3 separate regions of the Gossypium hirsutum genome follow, and regions 1 and 2 are each linked to region 3. A link is a contact called in public Hi-C data. All regions are on one chromosome and are shown on one strand. The core of a region is the stretch at or near the end of the contact, and the rest is flanking DNA. Distances in the headings are between cores, read along the strand shown. Region 1 holds the start of LOC107961455. Region 2 holds the start of LOC107943246 (60S ribosomal protein L34). Region 3 holds the start of LOC107959819 (inositol hexakisphosphate and diphosphoinositol-pentakisphosphate kinase VIP2).

The links. A called contact is a pair of places that touch in the nucleus more often than the background predicts.
Region 1: a Hi-C map of leaf shows a contact between it and region 3, with 1.7 times the contacts expected there. The contact joins the promoter of LOC107961455 here to the promoter of LOC107959819 in region 3. A contact is called at or near these places in 6 of 34 Hi-C or Micro-C datasets (hypocotyl and leaf).
Region 2: a contact with region 3 is called in a Hi-C map of leaf, with 2.0 times the contacts expected there. The contact joins the promoter of LOC107943246 here to the promoter of LOC107959819 in region 3. A contact is called at or near these places in 3 of 34 Hi-C or Micro-C datasets (all in leaf).

Annotation. Positions count from the first base shown.
Region 1 is chrA05:101,484,520-101,489,327 of Gossypium_hirsutum_v2.1, forward strand. LOC107961455 reads right to left here and starts at 3,420. Exons shown (of 2, transcript XM_016897582.2): 1 at 2,981-3,420; 2 at 2,565-2,811. The coding sequence starts at 3,359. The coding sequence ends at 2,801.
Region 2 is chrA05:101,542,246-101,547,274 of Gossypium_hirsutum_v2.1, forward strand. LOC107943246 (60S ribosomal protein L34) reads right to left here and starts at 1,742. Exons shown (of 5, transcript XR_005927379.1): 1 at 1,484-1,742; 2 at 1,320-1,399; 3 at 388-497; 4 at 101-282. LOC121229594 (a long non-coding RNA gene) reads right to left here and starts at 4,184. Exons shown (of 2, transcript XR_005927380.1): 1 at 3,532-4,184; 2 at 3,005-3,268.
Region 3 is chrA05:101,141,751-101,146,856 of Gossypium_hirsutum_v2.1, forward strand. It overlaps LOC107959819 (inositol hexakisphosphate and diphosphoinositol-pentakisphosphate kinase VIP2), which reads right to left and starts at 2,711. Exons shown (of 30, transcript XM_016895974.2): 1 at 2,204-2,711; 2 at 1,960-2,019; 3 at 1,349-1,395; 4 at 731-814. The coding sequence starts at 2,290.

The DNA of each region.
Region 1 (4,808 bases), core at 2,170-4,669, 340 kb after region 3:
ATTTCATTCATAATCATGTCATACAAATAATCATCCTTAGAATCATTTATTCTTTGGAAATATGCCTTTGTACCTATAATAGGTCCCTAGATATCAACGACAGGAGCAACGCTGTAACTGACTCCCTTTTGGGGTGAGATATGTGTTTAAGTAGATCTCAAGACCTTGAAGATGACAGAGATTGTAGCTTATCTCTTGATTTTGTTCTGAATGGTAGAATAAGATAAGAAATAGATCTTACTTTACGAAGAGTCAATGGACATTGTGAGCAGGAGGCAAAGATCGGAGCCTGAGTCACCGTAAAGACAAAGTAAATCGTCATTGAGTTATTCTAAGAATTCAAAGATGTTTTCGTATAATCATATCAAGATATACCTGGAGATGCAAAAAATGTCTATACGGGTGTCAGAAGGACATATGTTAATGGTTTCATGGTAGCCACACTAATCATGAGGTTTGGGTACTATTGAGACAGGATTCATGTACCTCATTCATTTTTTAACAGACTTTCTTTATGTAGGGCGTGAATGTTATCAGGCCATTCTCGTCTAATATACATCGATTTATCTTGGTAGTCGTTGATGACTTCATGAAAAGGGTAAGGGTCACTTCATATGCCAATATTACAAGGTCGGTAGTCATCAAATTTCAAAAAAAAGTGTCGACAAGTAATGTCAGAAAAGATCATGTCTAATACAACTGCGCAATATCAAAACTTTACAGTTTGCTCAAAGTTTGGACGTCATATCCTAATACAGCAAAGGCAGCCAAAAAGAAAGAAACAAAAAAGGGAAAGAAAAAAACAAAAACAACAAAAAGAGATTGTGGAAGGTGACCGAGACTTGTAAGGATTGGCATAAAGAAGTCACCATTTATCCTCTATGCTTATTGAATGTTAACCAGGATCTTTGCTGGGGCAACACATGGCTCATTGGTTTTTGGGATAAAAATGGTTTTGAAAACAAGATTCATTTTCTCCGAATCTTGTCAGAATTAAAATGAGATGAGGCAGAATGAATCCAATCCCGATATGTTCAGTCGAATTTAAAGGATGTCCGTCACAGTTAGACGATGTAGGCTTATGACAGAGAGGTTTATCCTAGAGAATTCCATGAGGGGAACTTGATATTGTAAAAGATCCTTCCTATATGGAAGGATTTCAAAGGAAGAAATATGCCAAATTGAGAGGGACCTTATGTAGTAAAGAAGGCCTGTTCTGGAGGAGCATTGATATTGACCGAAATGAATGGCAAGGACCTGCCCAACCCGATGAATTCAGATTCAGTCACAGTTAATAGTTTAAAAAAAACACAAAAAAGAAAAAGAAAAGAAAAATGAGAGGCCAAGGTGAAAACCCGCAAAGGGCGCCTTGAAACCAAAGGGCGCCTTGAATTCGATCCCCATTTTTCAAAATAAAAAATAGTTTCGACACATATGTTGTAGAGTATAGGGATCCCCATATTGTTTATTACCTTGTGCGTCTAGGAGTATTGTTATTGTTGCGCTTTACGTATTGGTGTTCAGTTAATTATTAATTAAGTCACGTGTAACTCATATTGAAATATTGTTGTTGTTATAAGATACTCATGTGTTTGAACATATTTATATTATTTTAAATTATGAATTTTATTTATATTGATACGTTATGAAAATTGAAAAATTACAAATTGCTATTAAAAATATTTTATGTAATTATAGGAATTGAGAAATCATTCAACCGTCATTTTCATGGACTTGAAGTGTTTAAAATATGTTTTTAAAAGAATTTTAATATTTGGTAAAGCTTACCTTACTGGAAGTATTTAAAATGTGTTTTTAAATTAAGTTAAAATTTGGACATCACCATTAAATTGTGAATAACTTAACATTCGGGTTTTTACTTTTGTGCACAATAACAATATTATCAAAAAGAAATTTAATTTCGTACGCAGGTTATAAATAATTAATGAGTTCGTGATGGAGTAATATCGTCAAAAAGAAATCTCCAGAAATTTTTATTCCATAAAAACAATTTTCACTTAATTTAACTTTGACATATAATTAGTTCCATCAGATTATTTTGTCATTTTTATCATTTTTAAATCGATTAATTGTTAGGTTATTTTTAAAATTATTTTATTTTTTATAAACATGATTTTTATTTTTATTTTTATAAGGATGATTTTATTAAATTGTTTATTAATTATTTTTATGTTTAAATTTTATATTTTAATGTGTGTAATTGAAAATTTGATTAAGTGGATTGCTTCCACCATTAGTGTGATGTGCCGCATCTTGTCGGAGCATTGGGCTGGGTTTGGGTTTACATAACCAATTTAAATTTTGGATATTAGTTAGATAATAAATCATTTCAAATTTCAAATAAATTGACGCATATAAATATAATTAAAAATATATAACTATTCTAAAATAATTTTTAAAAATATTCATACTATCTGTACTCAACTAATATGAGATGAGTAATTTTGAATAAAAGTTTATCCCGATTTTTTCAAAATTGTAACTTATTTTTGGATAATTAAGGAGGAGAAAAATAGTGAATTTTTATTTACAAGAAAAAAAAGAAAGAAAATATTACTTACTACGTTGAGCTGTAGAATGATTCCATTGTACATTTGATAACTGTTTTGTACATCATGATCTACAGATGAAAAACAGGATTTCTCCTTCTAATTAAAACCCTAACTAATTAAGATTTCATAATTAAACGCTACTCCATTAAATTCATCTTCAAGCTTTCCCATACTAATTAAGCTAAACACTGCAAGTCTCCCTCAATGCAAGGTTCGCTAATCCTTCTCTAAAAACTCCCTGCCGTAATTTCAAATTAATACAATTATTAACAAAAATCATTCTCGCGAGGATCTGATTATTAGAATTCAAAAAGAACGAACGTTTCTTAGCATCCAAACAGGTTGAGGAGAAAACAAAGAAGAGAAAAAATAAAGTTTTTAAGAAAAAAGAAAAATAGAAAACAAACCTTGATTGATTTCGGTAGGTTCAGTGTAAGACCTTTTAACGTTGTTCTTGCCGCTGAGAGGCGAACAAGGCAAGATCGGTCTCGAAACAAGAACCACGTTGACACGTCGTCGTCGTCGTCGTCGTCTTTCATCAAAGCCTCCACCGCCAACACCTCCTCCATATACGGAGTCGTTCTTATTATTCTCGTCGTCGCCGCCGAAGAAATCTTCGCCGAGATGCGACTCTTCCTCTCTTATCCTTAAAACCTGATTATGAACTTTCTCCACTTTCTTCTTCATCTGCACCACCACAGACCTCGGCGACTCTGATTCCGCCTCCTCCGTCGACGAATCACCACTCTCCACCTCCATAATCGGAACCTCCTTCTTCGCCTCCATCAAGTCGGTATCTCTTATTATTATTTTTTTTTTTTTGGTTCTTCTTTCCTTTAACGTGGGATTTTTTAGGGTGGCGGGGGAATTTATAGGAGGGAAAGAAGAGATTAAAACGGTGAGTTTTTTTGTGGGGTTCTGCAATTTCCTGTGGAATGACACTTGGCAGTAGAGTGAGACAAGAGGCAACTATCACTTGGTGTACGAAAAGACATGTGATGAAAAGGACTAGTCAAAAGGGTCCTGAAACGGTGCCGTTTAATTAGGCTTGGAGTTTCATAGGGTATTCAATTCGCCACGTGGCTTACTATTGCCACGTTATAAGAGTTTCATCTCGAGATTTTTTTTCCCTTTAAGGTAAATAAATATTTTTTAAGTTTTAATGGAATGTTTTAAAATATTGAGGTGGAGGGAAATAAGTGGAGGATTAGTCTATTTCAAAAAATCGTATTTTGCATGCATGATTGAGCATTAAAGACTGAAATTATTTGATTGGAGTAAACGTGGCAAGGTATGTATGCGTGTGGGAGAAGTTCATGATTGTACATGTGGCACCAAATTACCATATACTTTTTATTATTTTTCATGTAGATATTGAGCTAATTTTATGGTTTTTGTTGAATGTTCACCATTGCTTTGCTTTCAAAGATGTTAAAAGACGTAACAAATAAAAAAATCATAAAATATTAAATTCTCAACATTTTAATTTTACCTGTTGAGTTAAGGCCTTGTTGATAATAAGAAAAATGTTAAACTATTAAATTCTAAACAGCAATTAAATATAAATTGGAAGAGGAAATTTTATTAATATTAAATCATTACAAATAAATAAAATGAGTTACAAAGATCTCAATACACTGGACATAAAGAGTAAAGAAACGATACAAATGCTTAGATTGAAAGTCAAGTTATACCAAGGAACAAATTTGACTCAAGAAAGAAATACTAACATCACAATTACGAATTATATCACAGGGCATCACAATCAGATCCAATCTCACAAACTTAGTATTTGATCCAGCACTGACAATCTTGTCATTGAAAAATCAACAAAACCTCAAATCCTTTGAATTAGGCATAGACCAAAACAAGTTGGGTTGAACCAAAAAACCAAATCACCGTGGATTCAAAAAACCAAAATGATCAAATCTCATTGACTCCTAAAATATCTCCCTAATGGGAGAAGCCAACGGCCAAACCCTACACCTAATTTAAAATTTAATAGACTAGAGGTTGAAGAGATATCCGAAATGGAGAAATGGAAAAATGGAAAGATGAAACAATGAAGCAAATGAGAAAGGAGTGATCAACAATGAGAAGAGCCGTCGGACTGCTGCCTGCCTATGGTCCCAACAATGAGAAGGGAAAAGGGAGATGGTAAAGACTTAAGGACGCAACAAAGAGAAGAAAGGAGAGAGATGCCTTTAAGCAGCAGCTGGAAAAGAACAGTTTTCG
Region 2 (5,029 bases), core at 492-2,991, 400 kb after region 3:
TTTAAATTCGATGATCAAAACGTAATCCAAAATGACTAAATTTGTCGTTAATCAAAACATTGTAAACATTGAAGTCCATTTGCCAATAGAAAAAGAGAACCTCTAATCTTCTGAAGTCATTGGTGGCACTTTCCAAAGCCTTGCTGATCACATATCAGAATTGAAATGATGATTCGACATCTAATTTCTTAGCTCTTTGAAGCTTGCTTTTCCTTGGACTTCTGGATCTTCAGAACCTTCTTTACAATTTTCTGCTCTTCCACCAAGAAGGCTCGAATTATCCTTCGAAAACAATCGGATTTGAATCAATGAGAACCGTCAAACACCAGAACTAGCATCCATGATCATATAACAGCAAATAAATAATGCACTACTTTCTATTTATACCTCTCTCTAACAGCACTGCAGGACAAAACACCACCATAAGCACGATTCACAGTCCGGCGGTTCCTTGGCAATCTAGACCTTTTGTATTCAGCAGGTCTCAAGTGAGGAATCTGCAATGAACCCATGTAAGTAACCCATAAGACCACCCTCAAAAACCTCACAACCTAAATCTTTAGTACGACCCTAGTTGATTGAATCTAAAGAAACAACCCCACGATGCTATTTTGGTCAACAAGGTTTTACATTTCAACTTAATATACAGATGAAGTACCGTAATAAACGGATACAAAGTGAAATGCTCTAGTGGGTTCCCTCATATACAGAAAACATCCTTATGATGAAGTATCTTATATAAGTATGATAAAATGGGTTCCATCCCATCATATATGATTATGCAATCTGGGGATTTCAATATCAATCAAGATATGATGTTAAAGCAAACATTTACAGCGATATACTGCTATAGCTTTCATTACATCCACAAGCACGAAAAGCACACTCGACCAACAACACATTAAATTTCCAACAATCCAAAGTTCTTGCCAGTTCCGAAATGATTTGATTAATACATTTCCTTATTTTAGGATTTGAAACGTTTAAACTCTGTACATTACATTTGACAAACTATACATACCATCAGCATCACTAACTCCATTAGATCTTAAGCAATTATATAAAACCATCCCAATATTTTTTATTTTTTATTTTTTATTTATGCTTAATTCGGAACCTAAAATCCATTAGGCAAACAACAGCAGCAACATGAATATAAACAAAGAGAAAGTACTATTTTTGTGTAAGAGAAAGTACTATTTTTGTGTAAGCAAAAGTATACCTAAATATCATACTCATGGATCAAAATAACAATAAACTCAAAATTTCAACCCAAAAAAAATCTGAATTTAAATTCAAAAGGAAAAGGAAGTACTTACACCCTGAATTCTCTTGCCAGTGACAGGACACTTAGGCCCACTTGCTCTTTTCTTAGTTGTCTGATAGACCAATTTCCCACCTTTAAAAGGAAAAAACAACATAAATTTCAATTAAAAATTAGACCATAAAAATGCGGCACCAATCTCTAAACTTGCAGACTTACCAGGGGTCTTAACGACACGGTGTTGATTGGATTTGGTAGCGTAGCTATGGCGAGTACGGTAAGTGAGCCTTTGAACCATTTTTGATGGTTTTCAAACTTTGGGTTTTACCTTCTCTGCTCTGTTTTATGGTAAGACTTAAGAGAGACAAAGTGGAGACCAAAGGGTTTTGTACCAGAGAAGACAATGTATAAGTAGGGATCCTTTAGGAAGGAAGCCCTAGATCGTACGATTATGTTTTAAGGTTTTTCTATCAACGGTTAAGATTATGCAGAATTGTTAGTAAATTGTATAGTTGGTCACTTAATTTTAAAAACTTTTCATTTTGGACACAAAAAAATATTTGCAACAAGACATAACCGTTTTCATTTTGGTCATCCTCCATGAATTTGGGATAAAGCAATATTATTGTAGATTCATTTTAGTAGTCAAGTAACTTTAATAAATTCTATTTTTGCCACTCATTTTATTTTTTTTTATTTTCTTTAATTTGTTAGAAACTTAGATAATTTCATGTATTGAGAAAAACTAAGATTCCGGTTATTTTAGTAAATATAAGTCAAAGAAAACGTGTTTTGATTAAAAATGTTAAAATGATTTTTGAAAAATAAAAATATGTGAAAATTAGAAAACAATAAAAATGTTATGAAATAAATAACAAAGAAAGTAAGAGAACAATAAATAAGGGAGCAAAAAGAGAGTATAAATTTTATTGATGAATAGAGATGATTTACGATACTTCTCCAAAATCTTTATTTGTAAACATAAGAAGTATACATGATATAAAACTCTATTGATAATGGCTATTAAAGTCCAAAAATATTTCAAATTTTATTTTGATCTTGATGAACATCCACTTAATAATAAAATATTCATAACACTTCTCCTTAAATGTTCATTAGTAGATATAATGTGCCTCTTTAAAACCTTACTAAAATAAAAAATATGGAAAAAGAATTCTCAATGAAAGAAAATGAATACACATATCTATAAATAAAATAAATAACCAAAATATTAAAGTGGTAATTAAAATGGATATATAATAACATTGTCTAACTCCAAATTGATAATAGTAAATAAAATGAAAATAATTATTAGCAACAGTGTTGTTTTGCAAGTTTTTTCAATGCCTAAAATGAAAACTTATAAAAGTTGGGAATAGTAGATATATTATTATTTGTTATCCAATTTTTATTTTATTCAACTTATAATTTTTTTTAGTCAAAACCAATATATCAACAGCTGACAGTAGTGACTACAGTTGTTACTATTAAATTTAATCACTTTGTGGTAATTTAAACATAATAAAAATACTAATATAATGTATTCAACGAATATAAAATTTGTTAAATACATATCACAAAAATTATAAAATAATTAATTAATATAATATTTTGGAATATGTCTAAATAATTAGAAAACAAACTTGATTGCACGTAATAAAATTTCACCGGTAATTAATACAATATATTCAACACATATGAAACTATCATGTGTAATATTTATATCATATTACCATTTAATATTTTAAAATATTTAATAATTTATATTTCTTGGTCATCTTTTGAAACAATTAATTATTTTGTAATAGGCTAATTTTTGGCATGGCCAACAAAAAATAAAAACTTTAATAAAACAATAATAAAGTCCAATACATGGCCCAAATTAAAACCAAATCCAAATGACCCAAAGAATAAAGCCCTAAAGCCCAAACAGCAAGCAAAACCCTAGTCCCCAAGGTGCAGTCGCCGCACGCCACCACGCCTCCTTCACGCGTCTGACACCACCTGCAAAACGAATGTCTAAACGCAAGCAGAAAGGACAAACAGAGAAAACAAATAACAAAGAAACAAAAAATAAAAATAAAAAATCTTGTAATTTGGCTATAAAAGCCATATCAACATACTTGTATTTTCTTCTGGGTTTTTTTCCCAAAATTTTGGAATAGAAAAACAAAAGATCTAAACTTTTAAGGTGATTTTCGTATTATTTAAACTTAAGTTTTTTTTTTATAAATACGAAATTAAAAAAGAGAAGGGAGAGGGCTCACCAGAGTTACCCTGTGGCCGCATCGTCGGAGTCCTCCTCTCCATGTCGTCGTCGATTCCAAAAAGGGGGAGAAGAGGCCTTTCTCTTTCGTTTTTTGGGGTTGAGAAGGCTTAGTCTTCAAACATTTTAAACGGGGGCTAAAGAGGTCGTTTTGCACCTCTCCGACCACCGTCCACGGTGGAGGTGCGGCTGCCAGACAGTGGCCCCAATCGGCCGAAGAAAGAAAAGAGAGAGAGAGAGTTTAAAAGTTCTTTCAGATTTTTTTTTGAAGTTGAAGGCTAAAATGAATTTTTTAAAAAATTTTGGGTCTTTTATTCAACATTCAAAAGGCGCCGTTTTTGGGTGGGGGTCCAGGTGCCAAAACGACACCGTTTTGGACCAACCGTGCGCGACCCGACCCGGTTAGAAAGGGATCCCCTTGTTTTTAAGGCCCAAATGGGCTATTTTCAGTTTTGGTTCCTCCTTTTTGTAGCGCCATTCGATTAAGCCCTATTTTATTTTCTTTGACTTCTAATTTTACCCTAAAACTTTAGCATCATTTCATTTTGGTCCTAGGATAAGACGTTGCGCACGGAGGGGTCTGGGGCATTTGCTATTTCGCCCTTTACATTTTCAGCTTGTTGTGATTTGGCCCTTTGTTTCATTTTGGTTATTACAAATTTATACCCTGAATTCTGGTTCAGTTTCAATCACGTCCTAAGCCCTTTTAATTCATTTATTTATTTTAAAATATTTTATTATATGTTATTTTAAATATTTTATATGATGTTTACGTTAGATTATTTATGTGCATTATTTATCTTAACTTGTTTTAATATAATGATTATTTAAAATTGTATTATTATTTGTTTTAAATTGTTTTTTTATATATATTATGTATTCTAAACTATTTTATATATATTATATATTTTTTTATTCTTTTCACATATTATCTATATAATTTAATTCAAATTGTTTTTATAAATATTATTTTAAAAAAAAAACTGTTTTGTATATTATTTCTTTAAATCTCCCTTTTATTCTTAACTTTTATCTATTATTTTTAAAATTGATATATCTATTGCTTATTTTAAATTGTTTTACATATCTTATTTTAAACTCTATTTATTTATTTCAAAATATTTTATTATTATTATTTGCTGTTTTATATTATTCATTTCACACTTTTATACATATATGTACATACTATTTATCTTAAATTTTTGTATAAACATATATTTTTATCGTTTAGCGTGTTATTGATTTCCTTTTTCACATTATTTATTTCAAATTCGTTATTGCCATTTTAAAATGTTTTGTACTCATTTATTTTGTTTTAATTTATTTATATTATTTTTAAAATTATTATTTAATTCATTGGTCTTTAGTTATCAAAGTTATTATCTAAATGTTGTATGATTATTGCCATTGTGTGTATTTTAATTCGTTTATTTCGTATTTTTGTATTATCGTTATTCATTCGTATAATGTTGTGTTCATGTATCATTGTCCTAGGCTCA
Region 3 (5,106 bases), core at 1,461-3,960:
CTTTCTCTGATCTTTAAGAGATTGATTCTGCTGACAAAAAAAACACATAGTTGAGATGGAATAATCTGATCGTGGCTCCAGTTACACGGAAGGATAGATATAAGTTAAATTGACTATAAATAGGGCTAAAGTTACTGGAGGTCTAGACTCTAATAGTGGATACCATGGCACTTAATAAAACAGCCATACTGTGGTACTTTCCCTTGCAATCATGCAAAAGCAAAACTTTAGACTTTCCCAACCTAAACTAGAGAGATATTAATTGATCATCACCTCGAACATAATTATCTTCTGAATTTCAAAAAGTGATCCACTGCTCTTGAGCATTCACTAACACTCCATTTGGATTGAGACCTAATACTTTTATATCTATGGACCTCATACCTCATCATATTGATGGATTGATGCTGATGAGTTAAACCCAAGATCCAATCAGAATTAATATAAATAATTAACTTTCAATGGAATCTAATTTTAAGACCTATGTACAAAAGAAAATATCAGAATTTTGAAGTAATCATCATGGCTCTGAATTCTTTAATTTTTTAAGGCGTTACTTGACCAACATTTAGCACATTACTTGTAGCCAGATAGGAAAGTATGACAGTCAAAAAGTTATTCAATCATTATGTTAAGTTTCCCACATTGAAGTTACAAATCGATTCCCTATTGTGAACATGCAAATAGAATACATGCATACAAAATTATATATATATATATAAGAACTTACTTCCTTAAAGCAGCATATTCTTCAGCCTTCTTAAGGGGAAATCCAGAGGAGTAGAATGCAATTAAACAATCACAGATTGGCCAGCTGAAACAAGCAAAATTACAAGAAATTACGACCTCTCAGCTAGGTAAGAAAAACAATGTGAACCTTGACCGTTTGAGTTTGATAACAAGAAGTACACTCATTACACAAATATGGACATCTCCCTCCACATCCTCCAACTTAACTCCCTCGAAAAATCATATAATCATCCAATGAAAGGAGACAGGGTAAGTTATGATCTCAAATCACACAGTTGCTCAGACTCAAACTATACCTTTCGAAGAAAAAACAAATGACAAGACAATAAATCAATAGGAAGATAACAGCTAAAAGTGAAGACTTCAAATTTTTCAACATAAATGCAACCGTCTATTTACTGCTTTCAACTGGAAATTTAATGAGCAAATCTGTGGATCCCCTCCACCCCTTTTTTCTTCTTCCTTTCTTTTGTCTTCTAAGTTTAAAATAAAAATAAATAAATGATAACGACACCAACAATGCCAATTGTAACCAAATAAAAAATATCACAATGTAAATCTGAGACAATGTGATTCCACTAATTAACCAAAAATGTACCTTTCTATAGGATCTTCAAGAATAACCCTATCACCGAAATGGAGAATCTACAAGAAGAAAAAAAGAAAGACATTGCAATGCAAGAAATCCATAAGAACAAAACAACAAAACATTTTTCTTGAAGTACATATCACCGAAATGGAGAATCTACAAGAAGAAAAAAAGAAAGACATTTCAAAGCAAGAAATCCATAAGAACAAAACAACAAAACATTTTTCTTGAAGTACATGCGTCCAGCACTCATATCTTATGCATATTCGGACATGGATGTAAGAAATATGGCCGTTGAAGTACCCTTCAACTGACATGGAAAAAAATTTAACATGCATGTGTTGAACACATATCATATCCAATACTTAGACCCAAGTTTTATTAACATAGGGTGCAATATAGCACACACTAACAAACTCCAGCATATCATTCCAAACACTTAATTAGAGTTTTACCAAAAAATAAAATTTACATATTTCATCAATGTAAATGAGCAAACCATGGTTTATCCATTTATATTTCCCGTAAACTAATTCACGTTACATCAAATTCAACTCATACATAAATAAAACAATTCTAATTCAGATTAATTTAAAGTTTAAAAGTTATATCTGATCTACCTCAAATTCGCCAAAAGCCTTAATCCTGTCCAAAATCTGTCTCATTGGAGCTGAAAAAGCCTGAAAAAAGAACAGGAAATGTTTTAAAAGCTTAAAATTTAAGCATTAACACATAGCAATAAATAATAAATTATATTACTATACAAAGTCACACGTCGTCCAACTATATTATATTTTTTATGAAAAAATTATAATTTTTTCATATATTTAGTAGAAAACTCGAGCGAACAAAAGAGACAAGGACCTCGCTTCCGCATTTCACCTTCTTTTCCATGACGCAAATTCCAACAATTATCTTCTTATATCCTCTTCCATCTCCTGCTCCTACCATCTCTGAATCTTCCTTTTACTCTTTATATCTCAAAAAAGAAAAGTAATCTCAGCGAACAAAAAAGAACACTGCGACGGAAAACTCTTCCGCTGCGAATCACCGCCAGAACGCAAATCGGAAACTTCCAGGTATATATATTATCATACGTATAATATAAGATCAAGAAGAAGTAAAAAATAAAATAAAATAAAACAGTGAAAACGGGAAAAAAAAAGAAAGAAAAAACAGAGAAAGCGATTCAGCGAAGAATAAAGAAGGCAAGGCGTTGAGTAAGTCGCGAGAAATATCGGAGAGGAAAATGAGATGGAACGCTTTCCAAGCCGAACAAAAATGAAAAACTTCTATTTTTTGAATTAAAAATATATTTATAGATTCATTTTAGTATTGAGGGAGGGGGTGTTTGGAGTGGAAAGATATTGGATTCCGGAATATTCAAGTGGATGATGATTTTGCTTTGTGACAGGGACGTGCAAAGTTTACGGGGTTTTTTTGGTAAATTTCTTACCGTTTAAATTCTAACTACATCTCCTACTTTAAAGCTTATATCAATTAAACCTATTGCTTTCACATTGATACATTATGGGTATGTATGTATGCATGTATTTTTAAATTTTTAATTATTTTACATACCACTTAACTGCGAAATGAAATTACGTAATTGGTATAACCTTCTAATTTTGACAATGTGATTAAAACATTTTAAAGTTTGAGAATTAATTTAAAATATTATTTGTAGTTTTAAAATGTTTGGTACAATTTCAAGGACTAACCTGGGGCTGGCATGGGTCTCGGCCCCCTAAAATGAATTTTTTTTATTTAAGTTCTTTAAAATTTTTAAAATTTTAAATTAGTAAAGATAAAATTGTACTTTGTCCCCCAAATGATAAAATTTTGATTTAAACCTTTGAAAGTTACAATTTAATTTCGACTCTTAAACAATTTTCTAACTTCGCCCTTGTACAATTTACTATTTTTCATAAGTTTAATAGATTGTTTAATTTTGAATTTTCTTTAATATAAAATAAATATATAATAAATTTGATATTTTTAATCATAACATAAAAATAAGTTGTTTTAGATTTATTAATTTCAACTTTCATTATGTACTAATTTCAAACTAATATAAAAATAGTATAATACAAAAAAGTTTATATTTGGTAGATTCACATCTCTTTTATATATTTATTTTTTAAAAAATTGTAGTAAAAGTTCAAAACCATACATAAACTTTGATCAAATGTGTAATTAGTGATGACAATGGTGCAAGGTGAATTGTTGTCCACCTCGACCTCGACCTCGACCTCGACCCTAAGTTCTACTCTCGTCTCTCGACTCTAACTCGATCCTGACATTAAAAAATAAACTTGCCCTAACCTCAACTCAAAATTTTATTAAAAGCCCGATTTCAACCCATCCTGATGGAAGTTTATTTTATTTTATTGTTTCAAATTAACCAATTCTTTGATTATAAAACAATTCATTCTAATATGTTGAAATCTTTTATTATGAAACAATGTCTTGAGAACGTGCTAACTATTTTTTATTTGCTTACTTGATAATATAAATTATGTATATTAGTCACTTTGCTAAATCTGATTCAATTGGAGCTATTAGTTCAGGAAGTAAGAACAATAGTGCAGTAGGCAGTAGATGAATTTATATAAGACGTTTAAAGCTATTTACTTGCCTACAATAGATGAGTTTATTCAATCAATGGCTCCATGTAAATAGCACAAGATAAACACTATTACATGGTCACATACGAATTTTGTATTTGGTTCTTTTCTACAGGTTTATGTCCTTTTCAAGCATCCAATGTCTAATTTCAACTATCATTACTTTAGTGTAATTACTAACAACCACTGCCAGAAATCAAGTACATAAATTTACAGCCCATAAAATCATTTAGGGGTTAAATCATAAATAAAAATAAAATGAGGAGTAATTTTGTAAATATCCCAGGGTAGGGCAGTCTAAACTCAATCTCGATCCGATCCGGCAACTTTAAAAAAAGGGATAATGTCACATTTGGTATCTATACTTCCATAAAATGTCCATATGATGCCTGTACTTTAAAAATGTCTAATATAGTACTTGAACTATTAATTTGTGTATTATTTGGTACTTGGTACTTTTATAAAATGTTTAATGTGGTACCCTACTTTGAAAATGTCCAATGTGGTACTTATATTTTGAAAATGTTTAATGTGGTACCCTAACTATCAATCTGTGTATTATTATAATATATAGAATTAACACCTTTAGTAAATGCTAAACCAACCAACGAAAATTCGACATATGAATTTTTTCCAAATCATTAATTTCACATGAATAATAATATTATGGAAAATAGATAATAAAGCATAAAAAAATGGAATTAAATAAACTAAATTTTAAAAAATAACTATATCTAAACAATATAAGTTTAACTTTAAAAAATCATCATTTTTTAACTCAAGATTACTTAGATTTTGTTAAGAACCCTAAATTTTCCAAAATTTATATAAGCCAAAATTTCCCCAATTTTATGTCTCTTGCTTGACTTATTGAGCTTGAATAAAAGTTTGAATACCTTGATCTCAAATATCATTTCATTTTTTTTCCATTTCACATAATATTATGTTATTCATATGGAATTGTTGATTTGAAAAAATTCATGTGCCGAATTTTCATTAGTTGGCTTAGTATTTATTATGGGTGTTAACTTTAGATGCCATAATAATACATAAATTGATAATTCAAGTACTACATTGAACATTCTCAAAGTATAAGTACCACATTAGACAATTTATGAAAGTACAAGGACTAAATAATAC